Regions from separate parts of the Hordeum vulgare genome. Here region 2 is linked to region 1. The links are chromatin contacts, called in public Hi-C maps. All regions are on one chromosome and are shown on one strand. Each heading gives the region's core, a stretch centred on a gene start, on an enhancer-like site or on the middle of the called end of the contact. The rest is flanking DNA. Distances are from core to core; before and after follow the strand shown. Region 1 holds the start of LOC123427456 (SPX domain-containing membrane protein OsI_17046). Region 2 holds the start of LOC123430636.

The links. A called contact is a pair of places that touch in the nucleus more often than the background predicts.
Region 2: a contact with region 1 is called in a Hi-C map of seedling, with 5 times the contacts expected there. The contact joins the promoter of LOC123430636 here to the promoter of LOC123427456 in region 1. A contact is called at or near these places in 2 of 6 Hi-C or Micro-C datasets (leaf and seedling).

Annotation. Positions count from the first base shown.
Region 1 is chr2H:584,303,608-584,308,776 of MorexV3_pseudomolecules_assembly, forward strand. It overlaps LOC123427456 (SPX domain-containing membrane protein OsI_17046), which reads right to left and starts at 3,614. Exons shown (of 12, transcript XM_045111511.1): 1 at 3,310-3,614; 2 at 3,077-3,210; 3 at 1,305-1,377; 4 at 593-713; 5 at 1-302. The coding sequence starts at 1,357.
Region 2 is chr2H:584,578,066-584,583,882 of MorexV3_pseudomolecules_assembly, forward strand. LOC123430636 reads right to left here and starts at 1,941. Exons shown (of 3, transcript XM_045114491.1): 1 at 1,420-1,941; 2 at 1,098-1,260. The coding sequence starts at 1,842. It overlaps LOC123430637, which reads left to right and starts at 3,995. Exons shown (of 1, transcript XM_045114492.1): 1 at 3,995-4,610. The coding sequence starts at 4,005. The coding sequence ends at 4,490.

The DNA.
Region 1 (5,169 bases), core at 2,364-4,863:
AAGACTTGCTGAAGCTGCGAATAAGGATGGTTTGAACGAGTGGTGACATAATAATCTGTAAATTTATAGCCAAACCGCTTATCGAATTTCTTCAGTATCTTCCTTAGACCGGTAGCATTCATGTCAACAAAGCGGAGAAGCTTTACGAGATCTCTTCCAACTTCTCTGTAATCCTCACGAAGTTGGAAAACTCTTGATGCATCAACCTGTTGCATAATAGCAGCACGCTGTGCTCCCAATTCCTCAATCCTTCTAGAGAGGTGGCCTTGTTGTTGCAGCAGAAAGAGCACGATCCTTTCAATCTGAATTTAGCAACACAAAAGAACTTTAGCTAATTAATGTGTGTTTTAATTATTTTCAAATCAATAAATGCAAATGGGATAACATGCGAGCTATTAAAGGCTAGGTTAGGTGTCCCAAACAATTTACCTATATATATATATATATATATATATATAGGTTAGCTCCCAATTCCTCGATTTTAATTTCAATATATGTATAGCTCGTGGTGTAGGGAACGATAGACCAAATGGACAAGCAGCTTGAAAATTTGTATTTATGATCATTTCAAGAGAAATCACTCTCTGCATACCTGATCATCAAGAATCCTCGAGAACTCCTTAAGAACTTGCTCGCAATCTTTGCCGCCAATTTGGGTCTGTTGAACGTATTGCTTTAACAATTTCTTCATCAATTTGTAATTGATATAGTACCTATAAGAACATAAAGACAAAATAACTCATAAGATTACTGCAGGAAATTTATTGAACTTATGAAGAAAATTGTGAGCAAGGAAATTGTCCTGTGTCATGTGTACTGAGTTCATCATCATAGGACAACAACAGTTAGATGGCTCCTCGGTTCTTTTTTGGTTTACAAGATTGAAGCAAATGACACAGGTGGGATACAAGCACTAATACATTTTAATTTCTTGTGACACTTTGGACCATATTGTGTCCATGTTCTTTAAGTTTTTGAGAAAAGTATGTCCATTGGCGAGCGACATGTCCAGATCTGAATGTCACATTATGCCAGCGTGTGGGACCAAACTATCATGAGCACCTCAACTTCTAGAATGTGGTTCAAACTTGAACGTGGATTTACGGGTATGAAATAAGGTTTATAGTGTCCAAAATAAGTTAATTGTGGTTAAAAGTGTCACACGTACGCATGGCTCAAACTAGAATAATATATTTTTTGTAGAATAATATGTAATCAATTTGGTATTAAAGTATGAAAAGTCTTCTCTTCCTCTCAACAGATAAAAGAAAAAACTTTTCAGAAGGACTTCAAGACAGACATACCCTTTCCATTCTTCTACTTGATCTGCCATCAACTTCTTTCCAAAGTTCACCATCTTGCTGTTTCTACCAGAATCTAAAACATACTGAGGATAAATCATTAGATGATATGGCACACAAAAACCCATCACAAATGCAGTATCAATTAGACAGCAACTGTGTTACGCAAGCACACTTATGGAATTATTTTTCTATTTTTTATTATATTTAGTAAATTAATTTACTTGTTGCTATCAAATGGATCATTGATTTGCAGTCTAACGTAGGAAAAAGGGAAGGATAGTGATGTACAACTAAGACTTAGAAGCCGCTCCCTAAATAAGGAATGGCATGATTTAGCCAATAAACAGTATGGTCACACGATTCAGCATTAATCAAACGAAAACTACATAAATATTATTTATCACACTCTACCCATTTCTCTGTTTATACAAAATAAATTTAGGGAACCGTCCACTCCATAAGAATTTTGTCATTCACCACAAGGGTCGATTCACGGGGCACAGTAAGTACTTTTAAACAGCAGATCTCAAAGAGAACACAGCTTTTGCCACACAAAAAAAGGAGAACAAAGAACTGGAGACATGTTTGGAGGATCGCACAGATTAATCATGGTGTCGAGAATGATTGGGGAGTCACTGGAGGCGTAACTGTTAGTCTGCTGTAACATTAAGTCAAAAACGTGCTAAATATCTGTCGCATGACTTATCACTGATTGCACCTACATCAAGCTAGTATTAAGTATTAATAGAGCGCAATTGGACAAAATTAATCTATGGTCCGAAGTTGGGACGGATCTGCCAGAGATAATATTAACATCTCAACATCTTGGCTGTCCATGGCTGCCGGATGTGAAAAATAGTCTCCCAAGGTTGATAAGCCAGGTAGCAACAAAACCTAGAACCTGCATGTGTCGTGGCGACAAAATGACGGGGCCTCCATGGCCAGAGGAGCTCATTTATTGAGATACGGAATCGATCATGGGACCCTAAGCTAGAGTACTTCAACAACTTCTCTTTCACCTTGTCCTTGTAAGAAGTCTTATTCTATTTCACCCTTAAAGTAAACTACAGAGTCCTTTCACTTGTCCATTTGTCTTGCAGTGGTTGTTTTGTGGACGAAATCTTGCGGTGGTTGTTTTCTGGACGAAATCATGCGGTGGTTGTTGAGACAAAGCCTCAAGGGTCAAAATTGCTGTCCTCCTTATGTTATTATTTACCTTACGTTATAAGTTTGTCTGGTGCAATAGAAGTTCAAGTTCAGTTCACCGTGATGGGAAGGGAGAAAGAAAATCCTGAGGACTGAGAGGTCGACTCAAAGAAAACTATGCAATGTGCAGGATGAACTTGGATGAACACACACATATATCCATCAAATCTTTCATCCAAAATTCATATACTTCACCGGAAAGGAAAAAAACAAACATATGGCTGTCTTGTTAGGAGTACAGAGTACTGACTACCAACACATGCACCTAGCAAATAATAATTGGAGAAGCAACGTGCAGCTAAGCCGCACCTAGACACAAACACATGCACCTAGCAACTGGACCGATCTACTTTCACTCGACATTTCTCTGTAGATGTCCTAACGAACTCACGTGTTGAATGATACGACCGGACAGTGCACAATACTGAAACCTAAGGATCGAGGGCTCGAGGCGGAGCAGGAGTGAAAAGAAGCATGTAGCAAAGCAAAAATTCGTTGAACACGTACGGCACTCTGTAAAGGAAGTCGCGGAGTATGACACAGTCAAACTCGGAGAAGGAACTCACCGTCACCTCGAGCTTAACCGTGACCAATGGCTGAGGAAACAGGCGAATCCGAAGCTCGATCGATCAGTTCTGGACTCTCCCCGGCTAGTTAGATGAACATCAGCAAACCTGGCCTGGCCGCGACGCAGCAGTCCCTGCAGCACCGGCGAATCAGTTTTCCAATCCGGTCGAAGCATTAACAGAATCAATCAGCCACGCAGGGCGTGCGGAGAACGGGATGGATAGTTACTCACTCACACATATGGACGGCACTCAGCACGGGGGCATGCAGATGCAGGTCAGGCCTACTCGACGATGGCTCCAGGTGCGAAGGGGAAGGGACGGGAGACGAGAGGCGTGGGGCGGTATATATAGGAGCAGCAGTGGCAGGTGGCGTGGGGGGAGAAGAAGAAGAAGAAGAAGAAGAAGAAGAAGGCAGATTGGATTGGGAAGGGGAGGGAGAGGAGGAGGGTGGAGGGTGGAGGCGCGGGGTGTCTCGGGGTTGTGGCGGAGACGGCGCTGCCGCTTTGGCTGCCGATGACTAGCGCGCGGCACTGCTCCGCGTGTTGCGGGTGCGGACGTCGAGGATCGCGTCTGGACTCTCCGCCTTGTCACCGTCCGCGGGCGGGCCCGTGGCCAGGATTTACCCGCTTTCGTTCTCCTTTCCTTTCCTTCCTCGCTTCTTTTGCTGGCAATCCGATCCCAGCCGCCTGGAGGATTCATCCGATCCGATCCCACCGTGGAGCGCGACGGTTTCAATTCGACGGTGGATGTTTCCCTGTATGTTTTCCTTTTGCCGGAACTATATACCATTGGTTTTGCATCTTTGTTCGCGGTCGCGCCTACATGATGACTGCCACACCCACGGCTTGCCCCGCCGTTTAATCGGCAAATATTGAGATGGTCTATGAGTCCCTTCTTTTACTTAATATATACTACCTTCGTTTAAAATAAATGTAGTTGATCTAGTGTTAAATTTATACTGATTTGATATTAAATATATGACACTTATTTTTAGGATGGAGGGAGCATATACAAATTAATTTAAAGCCAGGTTCTTCTTGAGCCTTCGTTTTATAAAAAAAAGGTACATATCAATATGATGCAACCAGGATGATGCTTGGTTGTTTGATCTTGGGCATGACCTTGATGATGTGGGCATTGCAGAGCATTTGAACTTGTGGCGGCATATGGCTGAGTTCAAGCTGGACATGGACGCAAGGGATATGATTCAATGGGTCTGAGAATCAGACGGATACTCTTCTCAGATCGGCATATGGAATTTGTGAGGCGTGATGCCACACCATATGAAGAATTTGTCTCGAGGTTGCGTGCACCATGATAGTATTGCTTTTTTTCGTTTGGATAGCCATGCAGGATCGTTACTGGATTCCGGACAGTCTTTGGAGAAGAAGATTACTGCAGCACGACACATGCCTTCTTTGTGACCAAGAGGTCGAGATGATCAACCATATACTCATAATATGTGTTTTTGCCAGAACAGTTTGGTCGACTAATTGATCTGTGCTAGGCAAGCCACAATGGACCCCCTCTCCAAATGATACCATTGTGGATTGGTGCAATGGCTTGCCCGGCAACCGCGAGCGGCTCAAGGAGATTCACTCCATCACTATGTAGGTTATGTGGGAAATTTGGAAGCATCGCAATGCCACCATGTTTGACGGGGCATCGCCATGCATCAGTCGTATCCCTCCCAAGATCAAAGCGGAGGTCGTGTTTGGCATCGGGCAAGGTTACTCAAAGGGGGCTACGGTGAGATCTCGGGAGGCTTATCTAGTTTGACAGGGGCGGGTAGTTAGTCTAGCGTGTTGAGCATGGATGGATGACATCGTCAGGCGTCGCCAGATGTTGTATGGCTTTGCACTAGCCAATGCTTGTATATGGACTTGGGTACTCTACGCACTCTACCCATTTAATGCATACTACGCATACTCATGCACATTCTAGCAAAAAAAATATCAAGATGATGCAGAGTATCATGTATCCACACACAAATATCTCCCTTAACCATAGGGGAAATACACTGGCGGAGCTAGGAGTGGTCGGATGGGCCACAACCCACCTGTGTTGCAAAGCTTAAAATTGAATAATAA
Region 2 (5,817 bases), core at 691-3,190, 270 kb after region 1:
AAGATGCCCTTACTCACTACATATTGCTTTAGGTTTCTGCCCATCTCCGTGCTATATATGACACTTGACGAGCCGGTGCATGCTAAATTGTTAACTCCCAAGTATGCTCATCTAAAGAGGACAATCATAGTCGACAGCCGGTATATGCCCCTTTCGTGTTACGAAATGCTACTAATATGTGATTACTCTGGATGAGCACCAGATGGATGGTACACCTTGCATGATTACATCCACTGGCCAGCCGCTACTCGGTTGATAAGGCGATTATTCTGTCCATCATTTCGCCCCTTTCTCGCTTTTCATATTGCGTTGGAAACTTTAGAATACGACATGCTCTGTACTTTCCGATAGTGTAGGCTGCGATCGAGAATCAAGTTGTCCCCCGAGTTAACACTTGTTTAATGTGCTGATCATATACAATTCTCCACGCAACCATTATGCGTTGCTGCTCGGCCATCAACCTCACGTTTCCCCCGCTCCTTTTCTTCTTGTAGTACTGCACTACACTGTTCCTTACTTGCACGTATTTGCATCCAACGGTCTGCGCAGGAGCAATGTGCCTTGAGTTGATAAGAGGGGAGACAGGAATGGGTCACCTGATATATATTCGTGGCATGTGGTTGCCATAGCCTAATACGCCAACAGTTCGTGTGCATATATACATCGACCAGGGCATCGAACTGTACTTGATCTACATTAGTTAGGGGCCGTATCATTTGCACACGATTATTTTCTAACTAATCCGGGCTTAAGTAGGAGTACGAACCAAAAGGCGACTTTGCTGTGCTGGCGACTGCAGCACGTACGGTTAGACGGTGGAGGACGGACGAGCCGTGGTAGAAAACGTTGTGCCTGTCGATCGGTGATTACTGTCAACGATCACTACGTGATCGAGACGCCTAAGCAGCTAGCCTGATATCATCACTGTTCTAAAAAAACAAAAGCCAAAACTTAGCCTAGCCTGGTCTTACGGGCGATAAACATGTGCGAGCGCTTTGCATCAAGTGCAATTTTGCAGGGACTTGACGTAGCAGTGACAGGTTCAACGAACAGAATTCACTTCAGAACGAAGAGAAAAGAAGTGCCGAAAGCCTTACTTCGAATGTTGGCGATGCTTCGCTGGAACGTCGGCGACGCGGTCTCGTCGTCTCCATCCACGCCGTCGCCGTCGCCGTTCTCGTCCTCGTCGTCTTCATCCTGGCTGAGGAAATCCATCACCGAGACCGGGCTCAGACGCTGCTTCCGCTCCTGCTCCTGCTCCTGCTCCAAGTGTCGCGTTGCCCCGAGCCCAGCAACCTGTTAGAAGGAGGATCGCGCGATCCAATGCAAACCAACAACCAACCGGCACGAAGAACATAATTAAGCAGAAAAGGGAATGGAGACGTGAGGTGAATTCACAGGAAAAGGGTGCACTCTTACCTTTGTTTCGCTGTTACGGCGGCCGGCGAGACCTGCACCGACGTCACCCGCCTGGCCACGCTCCCGACTCCGCCCCGGCGACGAACCATCCCTCCTTCCGATGGCTGTGGTGGACGCTGAGCAGCTGGGAACCCTCCTCTCCACCGCCTCCTCGCCCCTTCTCTTCTTCCAGAAACCCATACGCAGCTTCTTCGGGAAATTCCCGGCGAGCGCGACCTCCCCCTCCCTTCCCGATGGCCGGAATAACGCGGCCCTCACCGCAGCGGATACCCTCGCCATCACGTCGCCGTTGCGCCGCGTGCTACGAAGCTCGGCGACGAGGTGGCGCGGGTAGCACCCGAAGCCGCCGCGGGAGAGCTCCGCGGTGAACTCCAGCTCAAGCCACTCCTTCAGCATCAGCGCCGGCCTCCCCTCCAACTCCATGGCTGGCACCCTGCGCTTTCTTGCACGGCTGCCCAACTGAACTGCACTCCCAGAGAATAAAATGATGTAATGTTCTGCTAGCTTGTGCCCTGATGGGCGATGGAGCAAGGAGCAAGGAGGCGAGACCTGTGTGGTCTTTGGGGGGTGGTGAACAGAGCGGCAGACGCAGACACTACAAGTAGTAATCTTTGTATATGATCTGCCGGACTGTGACACGCACGAGTTAGCCGGAGACTCGGAGTGGGATGGTTTGGGCGGTAGTGCAGTAAAATTTTGTTTGGAAGCTGGAGGTGCAGAGGATGTTTGCACTTGGCATTGTCAGGCCAGGGATTAAGAAGCGTGTCGCATCGGTTTCGGGGAGGTTGCAGCCAAAACAGTGTATGCATCGGATGCTTAGGCTGTTTTCACGCACTGTTTGTCGTGTTTGGCGGTGTCTTAATAAGAGCTTATGTGAGCAAATGGATTAGAATGACCGTGCAAAGTAGTAAAGGATAAGCTAGGGGTTAGTACTGAAAAATGATTTTGGATCAGTTGATGCGTTATCAACCGTCGGATGCAAAATTAATGGCTAGATCGTCTTCTTCAACCTCCTGTCAATGATCAGGCGTGTTTCTTATTTGTGAGTCCCACAATCATATTTCTTATTTTCTTCATGATATGTCCGATTGCTTTCATGTAATTGGTGAAGAGTAAGAGAGGGAAAGAAAAGAACGAATAAAGAAAAAGAAAAGTGGTTCGGGGTGAGGTCGCGTCCTACGTGACGGACTGACCGGGCACGTCCGGGCCGCGAGCCCTTATATCTTCTCTATATTTGATATGTATATGGTTATGAGGGTTCACGGACAGCCCGAACGTATAGGGATGATATAAGGGGTCATTAACCAGACGCGTCCACGGGCGTATGAAGGGAAGTTTGAGGTGTCCGGTTGTAGATGCTCTTAATTAGCTAAAATTATATAAAATTTTCTCTAAAATACGAGTTTTCTTTACTATACACACTTTATTAATCAATAAAACAATGTACAATTGCACACATACATGTGAAATCTAGCAGAAAGATCAAGACATGATAGATGTCGAGATAAAATTCTAGAATGAACTCCACATAAAAATATATTACAAATGAGCCCATCGGAGTCCCTGCAAACAACCAAATATGAAATTGCCATCGAACATCAATGCCGCCGAGACGCACATCGAAAGAAGAGGCAAAACACCAGCAAACCAAAATCCGGACCAGCATCATAGCCTTGTAGGCGTTGTGAGCCAAAGATCAGACCTGCATAACATGCACTTGACGATGTGACGTGTCAGTCGAGGATGTTCCCCACACTGACCTAAAATTAGATCCGACGCATCTTGTCACTATTGCCGCAAAAAAACGCCATCGTCGAACCACCAACCATGTACTAGCACTAATATGTCCCACTTATCGGCGCCGCCGTAAAAAACGGCAACCATTGGACATAGAAAGCATAGGGCCCACCGCTTTGAACCAACGGCAAGCAGACGAGGCCATCAACTTAGCGGCGCCATAGAAAAAAAAAACATCTTCATGGGAGGAATAGACTAAGGGCAACTTATTAGACACAACATTAATCTCACCAAATTGATATTATTAGACGAAGACGAAACACTAAACCTATAGAATAACAGGAAGAGAAAATGGGAGCCCACCCCTCTCCACCAGCCGCCAGAGCAGCGGAGGAAGAGGGTTGGAGGCCACCGTTCACGACGTCTAACGGCGACACCAACCATCGCCTTTGCGGACGGTTTGCTTTCATGAAAGTGAACACGTTTGAGTAGGTCCAGTTGTGTGACCGAGCGTTTAGGGGAGTTTTATCAGTTTACTAGCGCAAAGCTACAAGGCATATTTATCTTAGTGTTATTTAGTAATTAAACTGCTTCCTCCATTCGTAAATATAAGTATTTTTAGCGATTTTACCAAAGAATTATGTATGGAGCAAAATGAATGAATTTATATTTTAAAATATATCTATATACATTCGTATATAATCTTTTAATGATATATTTGAAAACTAAGAGAGTAGTACCTAACTATAGCAGTTTTCTTTGTAAGGAAATCACATCCATGCTGTCATGCACTCCTGGGCCGCTGAGAAACACTTTTCTAGGGCGAACATGCGTCCAAGCAACAAAAAATGAGCAAAAGGCTTCCAAAGCCTCGGCCTGAGTCGATGTTTTTCTTGAGGCAGGACCACCTCCGTCTGCCCATGGAACTTGCCAGAGGAATCCGAACTCGCCGTGGCAAATCCTGCGTCTCGCTTGGCACGCAAAGCGCAGAGCGCGCTGAGTGGAGCTCCGTGCCGGGCAGAGCTGGCTTCTTGTACCGGCCCAAAAAATTTAGGGACAAGTGCCGGCCGGCGGGTTCAAATACGGCTGAAACGTCCGGCCCGATCGCCCCACCGCTCTACGTGGCCGGCGGTGCTTGGTTGGGCGATAGGGGCGCTCGCGTGCGGCGGAAGCCGCGCGCTGGGGCATGGAGATCTGCGGTGAGGGTATATGTGCGCGGACGAGGTGGGTGGGCGCGCTCCGCGCGTGGCGGTGGAGTCCGGGGCCGGCACCCTACGGACTCACCTGCCCGTGTTGAACTCCCCAGGATTCCCTTCTTGGCTCGATTCGTATGAGCCGGGGCTGGCTAGCTCAGCCAGGCTTAATGGAACCTGTTTGAAGAAAAACAGGTTAAAAGTCAACATCTATATTTTGTTTGGTTGTTCACATATACGCCTTTCACATTAAAAAATAATTTTGGCATAATGTTTGTCACATAACTAATCGGGTTTTGATTGTATATAGGTGGGATATGATTAAAAACTAGCATTTACATTTAACATACATCGTGCCTTGTGGCTGTAGCGGACGGTGACCGCGACGCCGTGTCCGACACGATGAGCATGGAGTTTCGGACAAGCGTTCTTTTCGGCGCCGTGGCGAACTAGTTGCTAGCGGCACCATGCATAGAGAGACCATGTGAAGGAGCGCTGAAACAGAGGACGGAGGAGCAGAAATGGAATGCGTGTCGGACCATGACGACTGTGATGGAAGGTGGCCGTTGCTCTGCGTCCGACACAACGAGCACAAAGTCATGCTCAAGCGACCACGTCAGTGGCGCACCGAACTAGTTGCTAGCATCCCGTCGTACAAAAAGTCTGTGTGGAGGAGCGCTGAGGCAAATGATGGAAAAAGAGAAATGCAGCGTGTGTTGAACTATGACGACTGTGGTGGACGGTGGCTGTGACACTGCGTCTGATACAATGAGCTTGGAGTCGTACACGAGTAACCCCGTCTGCCACGCGGCGAACTAGTTGCTAGCCTCGTCACTATAGAGAAAGTTTGCACAAACATTGATGACGCAGGAGGAGAAACGCAGTGCTCGCGCCATGGCAGCATCTGTGCAATAGGTCGAGAGAGAGGATGCTGAGATAACCGACGCCGGAAACGACTCCAGCGTAGTAGGACACGGGCAACGAGATCAAGAGGAACGACACCCGTATCAAAAGGGGTCAAAGGAGGACTCTCAGGCGGAGGGTAGAGAAGAAGAAATACAGTTTACGGGTCCATGACGGATCAAAGAGAAAAGACCAAGATGAACAATCATCGAAACAAGAAACTTGCAACACGAATATTATGTGGAACTGCGAAACGAAGCTATCGGTAAAAGCAAATTTCAAATGAACGATAGATGACAGTATGAAATAGCTCCGAACATGAACATGACATTAGGCACTTACGATTGACGGAACTACTAATCTGTCGTAAAAATGAAATCGTAACATCGATGTGCATCTTTCTTTTAGAGCATACCTCGAATCGTTGTATAGATTACAAGAAAGAAGGAAAAAAGGAAACTAGGGAGAAGCTTAGTGAAGATAGAAGAAGACCCACATTCCCGTCCCTTCAAACCCCTCTTGTGTGCAAGGAGACCACCGTGTGCATTTATTGTGCATCGTTTGG